3 separate regions of the Mus musculus genome follow, and regions 1 and 3 are each linked to region 2. A link is a contact called in public HiChIP or PLAC-seq and promoter capture Hi-C data. All regions are on one chromosome and are shown on one strand. The core of a region is the stretch at or near the end of the contact, and the rest is flanking DNA. Distances in the headings are between cores, read along the strand shown. Region 1 holds the start of Prkn (parkin RBR E3 ubiquitin protein ligase). Region 2 holds the start of Agpat4 (1-acylglycerol-3-phosphate O-acyltransferase 4 (lysophosphatidic acid acyltransferase, delta)). Region 3 has its middle 7.6 kb from the start of Gm39565.

Evidence for each region. Promoter capture Hi-C pulls out the DNA fragments that hold promoters and counts their contacts. HiChIP or PLAC-seq counts read pairs in DNA pulled down with a chosen protein or histone mark.
Region 1: a promoter capture Hi-C map of liver shows a contact between it and region 2, with 4 times the contacts expected there. The contact joins the promoter of Prkn here to the promoter of Agpat4 in region 2. A contact is called at or near these places in 4 of 39 promoter capture datasets (cranial neural crest, hippocampal neurons, liver and 1 more).
Region 3: a contact with region 2 is called in a FOXA1 HiChIP or PLAC-seq map of pancreatic cancer cells. The contact joins the enhancer-like site here to the promoter of Agpat4 in region 2. A contact is called at or near these places in 5 of 39 promoter capture datasets (the 3T3-L1 cell line, embryonic stem cells, hippocampal neurons and 1 more), 3 of 115 datasets of contacts at active chromatin or transcription factors (embryonic stem cells and pancreatic cancer cells) and 1 of 9 other capture datasets (liver).

The regions. Positions count from the first base shown.
Region 1 is chr17:10,838,788-10,843,426 of GRCm38.p6, forward strand. Prkn (parkin RBR E3 ubiquitin protein ligase) reads left to right here and starts at 1,572. Exons shown (of 12, transcript NM_016694.4): 1 at 1,572-1,702. The coding sequence starts at 1,696. It overlaps Pacrg (PARK2 co-regulated), which reads right to left and starts at 1,404. Exons shown (of 5, transcript NM_027032.2): 1 at 974-1,404. The coding sequence starts at 1,081.
Region 2 is chr17:12,117,319-12,122,078 of GRCm38.p6, forward strand. It overlaps Agpat4 (1-acylglycerol-3-phosphate O-acyltransferase 4 (lysophosphatidic acid acyltransferase, delta)), which reads left to right and starts at 1,966. Exons shown (of 9, transcript NM_026644.2): 1 at 1,966-2,097.
Region 3 is chr17:10,376,911-10,381,420 of GRCm38.p6, forward strand. No RefSeq gene overlaps it. Among named protein-coding and RNA genes, the nearest start is that of Gm39565, 7.6 kb to the left of the region's middle. Within about 2 kb of position 1,796, at least 56 of the 459 cell types and tissues checked have an H3K27ac peak or open chromatin away from gene starts, as enhancers often do. A contact at or near this core is called in embryonic stem cells and pancreatic cancer cells, where this site is marked.

The sequences.
Region 1 (4,639 bases), core at 322-2,821, 1.3 Mb before region 2:
TAATCTACTTCATTTGTGTCCTCTAAGTGGTATGTATAAGATTTGCAATATATAAGTAGAAATATAGTGGGACAACGAAGAACACTATTAAGCTAATATATTGAATTGCTGTATAATAAGATCCTCTCAGGGTGTAAATTGTACAAAATTGAAAACTACATTTAGTATTAAATCTCTCACACTCCTAAACAGGTGCCCACTCAGTAGACAAACATGGTTTAGCATACCAAATCATATGGTATTTAATAAACAAGAAGATTGAAAAGCAGTATTAGGCATATAGCTAAACCGTTTGTGTGCCTTTGAATATTTTCCCCTATTCGTGTTAAGAATATTTTATTTGTATTATCACAACTCATAAAAATGAAATAGGGCTTGTATTATTAGAGACACTTGAAATAGAGCTTATATTGTTTAAAATGTATTTAAAAGGCCTATCAGGAACCAGTCTTCACATAAGTAATTTTTGAATACTTTAACAGGTTAATACCTTTTTTTTTGTCAGAATGTTGCTGAGTAAATGCTAAGGCATTCTAAAATGTCCCAGATGAGATAAATTAGTATATATTACTGATGAGTTTATGTGTCTCATACTGGTTCGTGTTAAATTTTGAAAGCCTATGACTTCTAAGAGCATTCACTCCAGAAGGTCTTGTACTGAGTGGACTAAGTTTACAATAAAGATAAGGATTTTTTTCCCCCTTACCAGTGAAACAGCTTAAGTGTAATTTGGGGTAGTGGAGAAAGCACACTTGCTCAAGAAGGTGCTTATACGCTAACTCAGTACATCGCCTGCCCCAAAGGTTCTTTAACCACCTAGCCTACATCTCTGCACACTGTCGGGCAGAGTCTGCTACTGACCGAGTCATTGCCAGTTCTGGTAAACAGTACCAGGACCCAGGGCTTGTCATCCTCTACAACCACATGTCCCCTGATTCGGAGCAAGTGCGTTCAATCGAGGAAGATCACTTACGACTGAGTTTTTCATCATGGCTTTGACTGTGAAGCCCTCAGAAACCAGGGAACGAGGCTGGTGCACCTGGAACGTCTGTTGTGGCAGCAGTTTAGTCCTCTTCGGCATCTTGTCTGGGCATTTGTTTAAGGTCAGGGTCTCTTTTTCTACCACATTCTTCCTAGAAAACGTCTTGTTCTTATCAGAGGTGTGGAAGAAAAACCAGTGGCTTTTACAGAAGTGAGCAGGGGGTCGGGAAAACACTCTAAAAGGCTCTAGTGGTAGAAATTCAACCCCTCGTGCTGCCCAGGGAGATCCAGATGTTTGGCAGCACCAAGGTGGAGGGAGTTTAGGGGAGGAGAGGGGCGGGAAGAGGGCTGGGATCCGAGGCTAGAGTCTCTAAGAGCTTCCAAAGGTGTAAGCCTCCCGGTTGCTAAGCGATTAGTCAACATTAGGAGACGCTAGTCCCGCCCCTCCGTGACGAGCGTTTCCGGAAAAGGTTACCAGCGAAGACAGTTGCAGCTGCCGGAGGCGAATCTTACGGGTTAAAACTACGCCTCCCAGCAGGCTTCGCGCTAGGGGCGGGTGGTTGCGCGTGCGCACTGCGCCCGCCTGGCTCGCGAGGGGAAGGGGGAGGAGGCCTGGATGACTAAACCTGACAGAAACGCTGGTGGGAGGCTCGGGCGGGCGCCAGTGCCCGCGTAGGTCCTTCTCGACCCGCAGCCACCACCCGCCCGGTGACCATGATAGGTACGTGGGTGCCTGCCAGGTACAATCTCTCCGCGCCGCCCCGCGTCCGTGTGTGGCACCACGTCACACCCCACGGGTCCGAGTGGGATCCTCGGGGGCCGACCCGAGCCACCTGTCAGTGTCACGGCGGAGGCGTGCGTGCCGCGCTCCGTCCGCTCTGTGGGCTTCCTCGGCCCGCCCCCCCCCCCCCCCCCGCCCATAGCCTGGTCCGGTGTGTGCTAGAGCATTAGGTATGAGTTTCCAACCTGCCTTAGCCAAGGTTAGCTCGCTGAAGACTGTATCCCCACGGACACCCGCGTGCTCCACTGCGACCCCCGACGGCGGGGCTCGCCCTGCCGCTCCACGGGGTGACCAGCCCAGGTCTGTTTCGGTCAAGCTGTCCTTCACTTCAGGGCGAGTTCACACACCCTAGGACTTAAAGAAAATCTCAGGAAAGCATCTGCCTCGTGGAGATCGCACCTCAGTTCTGTCTTTTTAAATGTGTCCTCGGAGATCTGAGACGAAAGACTAGCCGAGTAGATAACTGCAAAGATGGCTTTTTCCCCCACTACAGTTTGTGACTGGGTGCAGTTTGACCAGTGCAGCTTTGGAAGTGGCCACTAGGGTTGTTCTAAGCAGTGTGAAGTAGGCAGATTGGAAAGGACCTCCCTGACAGAGATGTTATATGTGAAGCCACGTTTTGGGTTCTCCTCCGGGATAAGTAGAAATAAATGCATAATTTAGCGCACATTCCCGTTTGGAGGTTTCGTTACTGTAGACTCGCCGCCCCCATCCAAGTGATGTTCTGAAGATGTAGTGAACTTGTTTGTGATATATGCCTGACAGGTATCGCACTAAGCACATCTGAAGTCGGTCTATTTGAGATGTGTCTAGAAGATGGATGAGAGGTGCATTTATGAAGTAAATGCGTTACACGGTGAAAGTAGCCGAGTCTGTTTTAACTCATAAAAGTAATGTTACAAGTGTGCAGCCCTCCTCTCTTCCTCTTGAGAGTCATGCTAGGCAGCTAAGATGCTCCTGGAAGCAGAGGTGCACGCTCATGGTGTCTAGCTGCTTCTTCCCTCCATAGGGCAGTGTGTATTTTGGATGAATGAATTGGAAACTTGTTAAATTAAGAAAAAAAGTATACATTTTTATGAATGGCACTAAGCTTTTAAGTGACATTTACTTAAGAGTCGTTTGTAAACCCAAATCTGAACTGATTAGTGCGAACCAAGTGGGACAGATTAGGAAAAAAAATACAGATTTTACAAGAGAGAAATACCTCATATTTTGAAAACAATTACACACGTTTAGTTTCTTTCAACTTAAACTAGTTCATGGATGATTTTGATAAGCAAATGTCCCCTAAGGCTATATAAATATAGGAAATTAAGACCTAAAACTTAAAACTATTTTTAAAGTCTCATAAATTATTATATTAATAACTTTAGGATGGAACACAATTTAGCCAGCTTTATTTAGATTTACCTGGAGCCCTCTTAATAAGAACTGTGCCATTTGAATGTTACAATTAAATTAATTAGTAATAAAAACCAGGGAAATAGAAGACAGATTTAAAACTCTTCTTTCTTTGGCTACTCTTTTTACAGGGTGAATAAGTGTGCGTTTTAACACAAATGATTGTATCCTTGTCCCCTGCCCCATGAAAAGGAACTTCCATTCAAAAACAAAAACCCTACACAAACAATGTTACATTGTTTTGTTTAACTAGTTGTATTGCCTAATATTATTGGTGGCCGCATTTTCATGAAGTTCTGAATTGCCAGGTTGGAGGCTTGGGTGTGGTGACAGCACCTAAAGCAGGTGAGAGGGAACCCAATCCGGAGGAAGCTTTGGGAGGAATAGTTCTGCATTTTTATGACTAATCCTTGAACAGGAAACAAGGGCCGACAGGAACTGCACAGAGATCTGCTACAGAGCAAAGGACACACAAATAGCTCCAGGGACTGAGCAGTGTCTTCCTCTGCATAGCACTACTGAGAGCTGAGGCCTTCTGTACTTGAGCTCTCTCCCCCTGCAGTACTCTCCTAGTGAAGGAAATACTGCACTCTGTCAGTGAAGTCCTTGCTCTGAGAAGAATCCTCTGGATTGGCTTCCTGGCCAAATAAGAGGAAAGGAGACTAATACTTTATTGCCCATAAAATAATTTTCCTTTTGTTGTTTCAAAGTAGAGGGTTTCCTTCTTGTCATGGAGATGGCTTCAAAAGTACTTACATCTCCCATTTGGATTATGATTGACATGCTAAATGCCTTGACCTAGAGAGAGTTAAACCATAATTTTATTGAAGTTAATGAAAAGTCTGCCTTTGTGAGGCATGGAGAAGGGATTCATAATAAGAAAATTTAACTGAGAAAAACATAATTTTGAGCACCTATTTTAAAACTTTTTTTAAATTTAAAAAAAATGAGCACTTCTTTGTGTTTAAAATTGATTTTTAGTAGTGACAATTGAGAATTGTTCTAAATGTACTATACATTTAGGCATTTGATAATATCAGCTATTAAAGCACACGAGTACCCATACAATTGAAAAAGAAAGTTCTTAAATTAAAACCCCATGTTACAGAAGATATTTAAAATAGAACTGTAGCTCAGTGAAGTATTCTAAGGTGCAGAAGACCTTGGGCTCCATTCAAAAGTATTGTTTTTTTTTAATTGATTAAAATATTATTTCCTATATCTTGTTTAAAATCACTTCGAGAATTTAACTGTTTGCATATTTAAAAAATCACATTAATTCCTGCCTATTCTTCAATTTTATCAGATTTATTGGTTAGGAAAGTACCCTGCCTTTTAAATACATTTTCAGTAGTCATAGCATAGGCGTGCTGGTGACTTGGAGTCCTGGCCTCTCTCTCAGTGTTAGCATACATTTATTATCACTTGCCAGAAAGTGTCTTCTTTCTAAATTGTCTTCTCTATTGATAAAGGGTA
Region 2 (4,760 bases), core at 716-3,215:
GCCTTCTGAGCGCTGAGACTCCAGGCATGTTCCACAACATCCAGCAACAAGTCTCAAATTCTAAAATTAAATTTCCACCCAAAATGCCACTATGAAAAAAAAATTAACTATCTGGAAAGTATTTTTGGAAAACTCATTGATTCCCGTCAACAATAAAATCACAAAATATGGGCTGGTGAGATGGCTCAGCGGTTAAGAGCACTGGCTACTCTTCCAAAGGTCCTGAGTTCAAATCCCAGCAACCACATGGTGGCTCACAACCATCTCTAATGAAATCTGATGCCCTCTTCTGGAGTGTGGAAGACAGCTACAGTGTACTCACATATAATAAATAAATAAATCTTAAAAAAAATAAATAAAATGGTATGGTCAATGTTTAAAAAAAGTCACAAAATATAACTTGAAAAGTTATAAGAGAGAATTTTACTGGGGAGAGGGGGTGCTGAGACCATTTCTCTATGTGGCCAGAGGGGATTGAATGTTCTAGAAGCTAGAGTTAACAAGAACAAGAACTTAAATATTACATTGGATTCCAAGAACAAAAATTCGGAGTAATTTATGTTATGTGTGTGTGTGTGTGTGTGTGTGTGTGTGTGTGTGTATATGCGTGCGCGCGTGTGTACTTATGTGAGTTTATGTGCACCACATTCATGCAGGTGCCCCTGGCCAACATCAGAGAGTGATGGATTCCGTAGAGTTAAAGGCAATTGTGAGCTGCCAGGTGCCTGAAACTGAACCCTGACTTATTCAAGAGCGGTAAGCACTCTTAAACCCGGAGCCACCTCATCTCTCCAGTACTTATAGGAAACTCTTTACTAACAACTTTTATAGCCCTTGCTAGCCGTTCAAGTTAATTTTTACACCCCACAAATGGGCTTTCGGTTTGGATTCTTCCTTATGCCCTCCACCCTCACTCCATTTGGCTTTGCTCCTCTCACATTCTAGATGATCTTCAGGATGTCAAAGTCCAAACCCTTTTCCTGCTTCTTGAGTACCTTCTTCTTGGCTCCTGTCTGCAGGGCAAGCTATTTGCCGTGCTTCTGCAGCCTGGAGGAGGAACTTCTCAGTACTGCTCGCGCTAGAAAGTAGAGCGACCACGGGGCATTCTTTCTGTAAATATGTAAACATCTGCGACAGTGTCTTGAACAGCCCGTATTTGAAGGGCACTTTAGGCACCCAGAGATTGAATTCACCTTTCCAGGAATGTCACAGACCTGGCCTTTGCGCACTTCCAACACCGCCCCCCCCCCGCCCCCTTAAAGTTTCAGGACTCTGTTCGGTTAATCTGCTCAGACCCTTGCTAACTTAACAAGAGTGTAAATGTCATGTGCATGTGTGTGTTGCCTGCTTGTGCGCACTAGCATGAGTAGGCAGTCCTGGCACCCGCTGGCACCCAGCTTTGGAAGGAGAGCATCCATCCACAGGAGCTCCGGGCATCCTAGGTCTGTTGGTCCTAGTCTCGGGAACGCTGGGCGTGATCTTGGAAGGGGCTTCCGGGCTGGCGGAGTGGTGGCCAGGAGAGGTGAGCAAGGCACTAGAGTGCGCGGGCTTCAGCTTTCATCCTGTTTTCCCCCCACCCCCACCCCCAAACGAAATGGCACAGGGGACTTGGGGCGTGGGGGGGGGGGCAATTTCCAGGGCAGGAGGCCGAGGTTTCTCAGGCTGTTTGCACGGGGATGCAACAGGGCTCTTGAGCTGGGCGAGTGGCGGCAGGCCACTGGGATGGCTTTGTTATCCACGCGGGTGACTACTCGATCCCAATCCCCATCTGGCTCCAACAGGAGGCCGAGCTGGACACTTCTTTACACTCATTGGAAGGAGAGGGTGACTCATGTTACACGGGGTCCGAGCTTCCCTCCCAGTAGCTGCTAAGTCGTAGCTTTAAAAGGAAGTGACATGGGTGGGGAGAGACGTCAGCCGAGGACCACCTTTTTTTCCCTTCCCGAAGGGTCCACCCCTTTGGGTGGAGTCTCGCTTTTTCTTTCCAGTGTTGGCTGACTTACAGCTTCTCTAAAGTAGAGGCAGTTTCTGAACCTCAGGCTCCTGCCTCGCAGTTCTGGCTTGTGAGCACCAATGCAAAGAACTGCCCGGAGCGAGGTAGGTGGTGTTGGTACGATTACCAGGCACCTTCTCCTGGGGTGTGGCGTGTGATGATCGGATGCCCTTCTCTGGCAGGGGTCCCTCTGCTCGGCTGGTTTCCTAGTACTTTGGAAGGGATAGGCTCGGAGCGGGATGCTGGTGGGGTTGGAGCGAATGATGCGGGGGTGGGGGTGGGGGCAGAGGGAGGAGCACCGGGGCTCCGCGACCACTGCTTTGTGCCAGATTGTGAGGAGCTTTCTGGGGGCTCTGCGAGCAGCCCTCCCAGGGTGGAAGCATTTTCTTGGCTACCGTGAAGGTGTAGCGATGGCTCCTGTTACATATACGGGCTCTCTTTTCGTGCAACACGTTCTTCTGTCTCTGGTGTTTCTATGACAACCACAAAAATATACTCCACAAAAATACAGTCCCAATCTAAATTGATTTATTTGTATTTCCTTCCTGGGCTTGGCCTGGCTGGGCCTCGCTGGAACGCAACGTGACTCTGTAGATACCCCCTCCTCTCGTTTTCATTTTGGTTTTTCCCTATCGCAGGAGGGCTGGGGGAGGGGAGTTGTCAAGGAAACAGGCATTTGTAATCACCGCTTTATTTACTTAAATTTAAGCTTCTGGGTTCTCCATCATATGTCGGGATTTTTAAAGGGAGTTCTTTTATGTTTTTGAAGCTTTCCAGTATTAAGGGCAGCTTTTAGAAACTTAACTAATTTCTTAAGACATGATATTGAACAAACTAAGAGGGGCAGGGGGATTTAACTCTTTATAGGAGGATACTGCATTGAAATAAAGTGTTGCAAAGTACCTGATAATTCACACTGGTAAATATGTTATCAGCTGTTCAGGCTCACCCACAAGTCTAAACATGTATAAAACGAGTCTTGGCTCTATTCTGAACTTCATTTAGCCACAAATCAAAGTTCAGTTAGCATAAGAAATGCTAACTACCCAGCTGGGTCTCTAGGGTATTGTTCTGTGGTGCTCTCACCTGGATTACCCAGTGTTTACCCTCTAGTCTTTCCAAACCTGGCACGGATCTGCTCATCTGAAGTTATCACTCAGCATCTCCTACTGGGGGGAAAAAGTTATCTCAAGAGGAGGGAAACGTAGTGTGGATGTGTGCATGTGTGTCTCTGTATATCGGGGGTGGGTGGGTAAGGTTCCTTTTGAGAAAAACAATTAAGACTCCCAAGTTAGAGGTATGATATCCTTCTGGTGCAACGTAGGGAGGAAAAAACAAACCTTCAGAAGAAAACTAAGACACGAGAGGAAATTATCACCTACCCAGTAATAAGCAGAGGTGGACAAAACTTGATACAAATAATTCATTGCTTAGAAGGCAGGCCCATTAGTGGTTTTGGGTGCTGCTTATATTCAGTACCTCTGAAGCAAGCCTGATAATGGACCCTCTTCTAATGTGCATGCCCAGTACCAGAATTCCTTCCTTATTGGTACCAATATAGAGTCCTGTATTACTGAGATTATCTGTGGTAAGAATTTAAAAGGCCTCAGGTTACTTTCAGGTTATTAAAGCCCAATCATAGCTTGGAACCCTAGCCTCTTGGCTACGTGGAAGCGGGAAGAACCAGTAGTTTCTAGAATGTTCTTTATCTCACTACTGTTATTTATCTCGGTCTTAAAAACTGACCATAGTTCCAGAGATTTTAAGCATTTCAGATACAAAAGTTCTCTACAAATGGGAGCTAAAGAACAGGGCACAAAATTAGAGGGCTGGGGTTGTTGCTTGGTAGTAGAAAACTTGCCTAACGTCCCTAGAAACCCTCAAAACAAACAAATCTAACTAGAGAAAAAAATGGAGTTAAAGACAAGAGAATTAGGTGAGGGGTACAGAACATTAAAAAAACGTACTCAGAATAATGATTCAACTTTCATTTTGCCAAACTTACTTTAGCATTCTGCCGGACAAGACAATGGACTTATCGTCCGACCTTCCAAAGCATGAGAGTAGTGGGCTTGTCTCAGCATGTCACTCAGAAAGTTTCCAGACCCAAACCCAATGCAAAAAGAAAGTAGTAAATAACCAAACAGACCAGACCCCTCTCAGCTATCCAGAGAAAGAGTGACTTGTTTAACCTGTGGGAGACAGCTGGAGCTGGGTGGAAACAAAGTACCCCAAGGTGACTCAGAAGGCCAGGCTATGTCATGACTTTGACTGTAGCTTGGATGCTCGCGAGGGCAGAGAAGGAGGGAGCCATCTTAGTCATTCCAGTCCTTGCCTTAAATCATGGCTACTCAGAGAGGAGTTGGTTAAGGCCACCCTTTCTGTTCTGCTGTGTTCTGAAGGGAGGTCTGGTGGGCAGGGAAAGAGGCGTGCCTATTTCTGAGTGACTCTTGATTTACTGATGAAGTACATGGCTAAGCCTCGCTTAGTAATATTCTGCCATTTGGAGAACTCAGATGAGTCCAGTTTAGCATTGGAAAACTAGCCTTAGACTCTGAAATTCGGTTTCCAGTGAGTTCTCGAGAAAGCAAGCATTCTGCCAGGGCTGTGGGAAAGAGGGTTTCTGCTTGGGGCCGGTGTGTGTGTGTGTGTGTGTGTGTGTGTGTGTGTGTGTGTGTGTGTGTTAGTTTGTATTTTGTAGTTATTGTGTGTCCACTATGTGTCAGAACAACTCAGTTAAGCAGTTACAGTTTTAAACCACCTTGGG
Region 3 (4,510 bases), core at 546-3,045, 1.7 Mb before region 2:
CATCCTGAGGAAGGGTATTATTCTGTCCATCACGTTTTGCAAACACACACACACACACACACACACACACACACACACACTCATTTCAGACAAAAAAATTTAGGAAATGTTGAATTAAATAAAGTTAACTGGGTTTCATTATTGCAAAGCTGTTTAGAATTTTGCTTTTATTCTGAGTCAGGCTTTGTTGTGTGACTTTACTGTAGTATAACTAATATAAGTTTATCCCCGACTAGCTTACAAATAAATGAGACTCAGACTATGGTTATTTTATTTGGCTTTAACAATTACTGGGGGCTCACCCCTAATCTACCCTTCTCACTGCTGGCCTGGCTACCTACCAGTGGTGAACCCCAGTCTCTTGCTGTTTCGCCTGGCCACGTTACATGCTCATGATCCACTTCCCCTCATGGTGGCTTCCTCCTCTCCTTGTTCTTCCTCCTCATTTGGTCTCTCCTCTTTCCTTAATGTTCCTCTTCATCCCAAGTCAGGTAACTCAAAACCCACCCACCTCTAACCCCTCCAGGAATTGGCTATAGCCAGTTTTATTTAATCAACAGTTTTAAATTAAGGAACAAGGTTTGCAGAACAAAAGCTTGTAAATGTAAGAATTCACTTAAAGGCCTAGACCTTCTGGTACAGAATTTAGCATCACAATACACAGCTACAGATCAAACCTCAACACTTTTCCTGTTGAAATGTGATTAAAAGTTCACTTACCCTAGACAGGGCACCAGCAGCAGACCGAAGTAACAGTTCTATCTAATTCTAGCTTTGTGAACCAGCGTGCATGTTGGAATTACTTAGAGGAGTACAGGTGACATAATGGTAGCTGTATCTCTGAAAAGTCCCACCCTAGCCTGGGTGACAACTCACAGAAGACATGTCCTTGAGCTCCCTGCATGGCTTGCAAGCAGCTGGTCAGACTGGAGACTCCTCATCCCTAGCCATTGTTATTGCTTATGTAACCTTGGGGGGTTGAACCTTGTAAATGTTCTAAGTTTGGGTGCTGTCTGGAATTTCCTTCCTCATCCTTGTAAATTTCAGTTACTTCCTGAGTCTTACAAGCTTCCCTTATTCCTCTATTCAAAGGGAACACTATACAACTGGTTCTCTGGTAGCCAAGCCTGGTCTTCAACTTCTGATCCTCCTATCTCCCCTCCTGAGTACTGGGATTGCAGGCATGAGTCTCCACATTGACTCTTTGAATGTGTTTGTGTATAATACAGAGTACAAATCAGAAAGGTTGGTATCTGTTACTCTTGTTTCATCAAATGCCTTCTATCCCATCCCCTTTTAAAATTCCTGTGAAGAAACACCTAATATTTCGGGATTGAATGGGATCCCAGCCTTAGGAAGACAGGAGAGTCTGGAGGTGTTTCTCTACAGCCTGAAGACACCCGTGATTCTAAGCTTTAGCACATTCCAGGTGGGTTGCCTCATGTCTGTGCAGTGAATTGAACACCGGGGAGAGAACACCTTCATTTCATCTCTGAAATCTCTGGTGAGAAATGAGATGCCCTCCTCCACCCTCAGACGGAGACGTTGCCATCTGCCCATCCGTTCCCTGAACCAGAGAAAGCTGCAGGGCCATCCAGACATCCATGTTTTCTGCCCACTTTTACTGACTCCAGTTCCTGGGTCCAGCCCACTTTGTGCCTGTGCCTCTCAGACTCTTGACTAGAAGAGCAAACAGCTGTCTCCCAAAAATACTCAGAGAGATTCCCTCAGCATGTATATATTGCCAGGGAGGTGGGGCGATAGGCCAACGGGGTGGGCCCAGGAAGTCATGAGTCACCTGGCAAGAATTGCCTGAGTATTTTAGGCCCCAGGGTGGGGTAGCAGGGGGTGGAGTAGGCAATGCTTGTATTCATGGTTGGGCTAATTTATGGTTTTTATCCAAGTTAATGGTAGTTCTGAGAGGCGGCTCCACGGAGCTTGGCCACTAGAATGTGTCTTTAACTACCCCACTAAGCTACCCTGCGGATGGGGTACCATTCCCACCCTGTTTGCGGGTTTTTAATGTCAGTCTGTGAACCCCCATCTTCCTACTGCCCTATCATTCCTCCTTCTTTGTCCAGTCCCCTCCCTGCTGAGGAGGGTGTCAGGCATGTCTGCTTTGCCACATGCCCTGCCCAGCGCTTATCAGCTCTATTAAAAGCTCCAGTGCAGGATTCAGATAGGGGACTATTCCATTAAACATCACATTAACGAGTCCTCAGAGAAAATCTCTCTCAAAGCTTTTGAGCTCGTAACTACTTGGCTGTCTTACGAGCTTCTACAGATCCTAACATGTGAACGATCAGAAAAGAAAAAGGGTCCCAGTGACGGTCGGTCGGCAGCAGCTGGTCCTGGGAGACCCGAAGCTTCTCCCTGGATGTTTAGGGAGTGAGCTGCCTGTAGGGTCCCATGTACTGGTGGCCACATGTCCATATCCCTCTTCTGTCCCTGTCCAGACCCAGCAGATGCTAGCTATGTAAAGAGTTGGGAGGCCAGCAGAGATGCTCACTGTCCTGGAGGTGGTCAGAGCTCTGGCTGCAGCCCAGGTACCTCTCAGACTCATAGCTGAGCACCAGCCTGGGAGTGTAGGTCAGAGGTCACAGCTTACAGGGATCAGATCATCACTGAGAAGTGAGCACCCTAGGGTGCTTCTGAAGCCGGAGTTGAACCTCTGTGGACACAGTTCTTCATTGTCTGTAGGAAGGGAAACAGCGTGGACCACCGCTGCGGGGTGGTGATGGTGGTGGATTCTCTTTCTGCCCCACATCTCTGACTCTCAGACTACTGCCTCCTGACATCAGTCCTTATTTTTAGGACTGTTTTGACATGACATTGCTGGGACTCAAGCACTGAGCTGTGCAACCAAGGGGCCCTTGAATGGATCCACAGTATCTTTTTGTGTCATTGAGGGCCCTACAGAACTCAGAGGGCTGAGGACCAGCAGGCTTCTCTGATCCTCTGAACCCCAAGGAAGGTTTAGGGCCTGTCATGTTCTCTTCCTCCTGCTACTATTCCATGAAGGCAGCCACACTGACACATTAACAAGAGTCGTCAGGGGTTCCGGAGATGGCTCAGTTTGTAAACTGCTTCCCTGGCAAGCACAAAGGCCTGGGTGTTTGATTCCCAGAATGCACATAAAAGACAGACAGACAGACAGACAGACACTCAGTTAGAAAGAAAGAGAGAAAGGAAGGAAGGTGGGCCATTTTTAATCTTAGTTTAGTGCTGGGAAGGCAGAGACTGGTTGATCACTGGGGCTCACCAGCCAGCTGGAGAGTTCCTGGCCAATGATAGACTCTTGTTTCAAAAACTCACAGTGCATAGCAGAAGTTGACCTCTGGTTTTGACACACATGAATATGGACACACACACACCCTAGAGTCATCATCCCTTTCTCTGCTCTTCATCCTGAGTGCTGACTGCAGGAGTAGACTAGGGGATGAGTTAAGCTCCATTTGAAGCAGGCTGTTGGCTAGGTACTGGCTACAGTGATACACAGTAATACCAGGGAAGGGTGACAGCTGGGTCGTGTGGCTTCCGTTAATGGTCAAGGAAAAGAGGCAATTAATTCCTTTTCCAAAGAACAGCAGTGAAGAAGCAGCAGGACAGCGTGCTCAGGAGCACACCCAACACTCCCCTTCCCCCACCGCCCTATCCTCACCTCCCCACTCCCCACCCCTCACCCCCATCCTGCTGCCCTACAAGGGATCTCAGTTGCAGCAGCCACAGGGGTGTGCCTCAGGATTGCCTGTCCTCTTTTCTGGTTCATCTTTCAAGAGAATGGCAGAGCTAATAGAGCTGTGTGAGTTTGACTCTTCTGGCCTGGCCGCCTTCCACTGTGCCCCTGAGCTGATCTACCTCAGGTTGAAACTGCCATTGTATAACCCTTCCCGATCATCTTGCCTTTTGCCCTCCCACCCTGTACCTGCAGCGGTTTCCCAGACGACCTACATGAGTGACAGACAGACACAGCTGAGGACAGGTATGGAAAGTGTAGCTGGCCAGTGGCACTGCCCCACCCAAATGTATTACAAGTTGATTAAGTATGGGACACCCTTAAGAAAGCTTAGCAATGTCTACAAAGACAGAGGATGAAGGCAAAGGGAGGAAGCCCGGGGAAGGGGAACACTACTGGGATATGGGAGGAAATCACTCGGGGTGGGAGACGTGGGGATAGGTAAGACCATCACACTGCTGCTAAGCATGGGTCGGGATGCCAGGAGACCAGGGAAAGCCTTTTCTCCCCCCTCCTCTCTACACATATCAGGTAGAGTTGTGGGGCTGAATGTGTGTAGGGATGCTCTGTTTCACATTCAAGCTTTGGGGAGTCGGCCTCCTCTGAGGCTCAGTTACTTTGGAATCTCTACCTTGGAGGAGCCTAGAGAGAAAAAGAGGGCACAGGTGGCACCTGGTTGGGGCCGGGCCAGGAGGCTGTGAACCGTGTGTTCTTTAAAGAATACAGAATTTCTGCTGTGTGACAAACCAGCATATTTCAATATGTGCCTGGGTG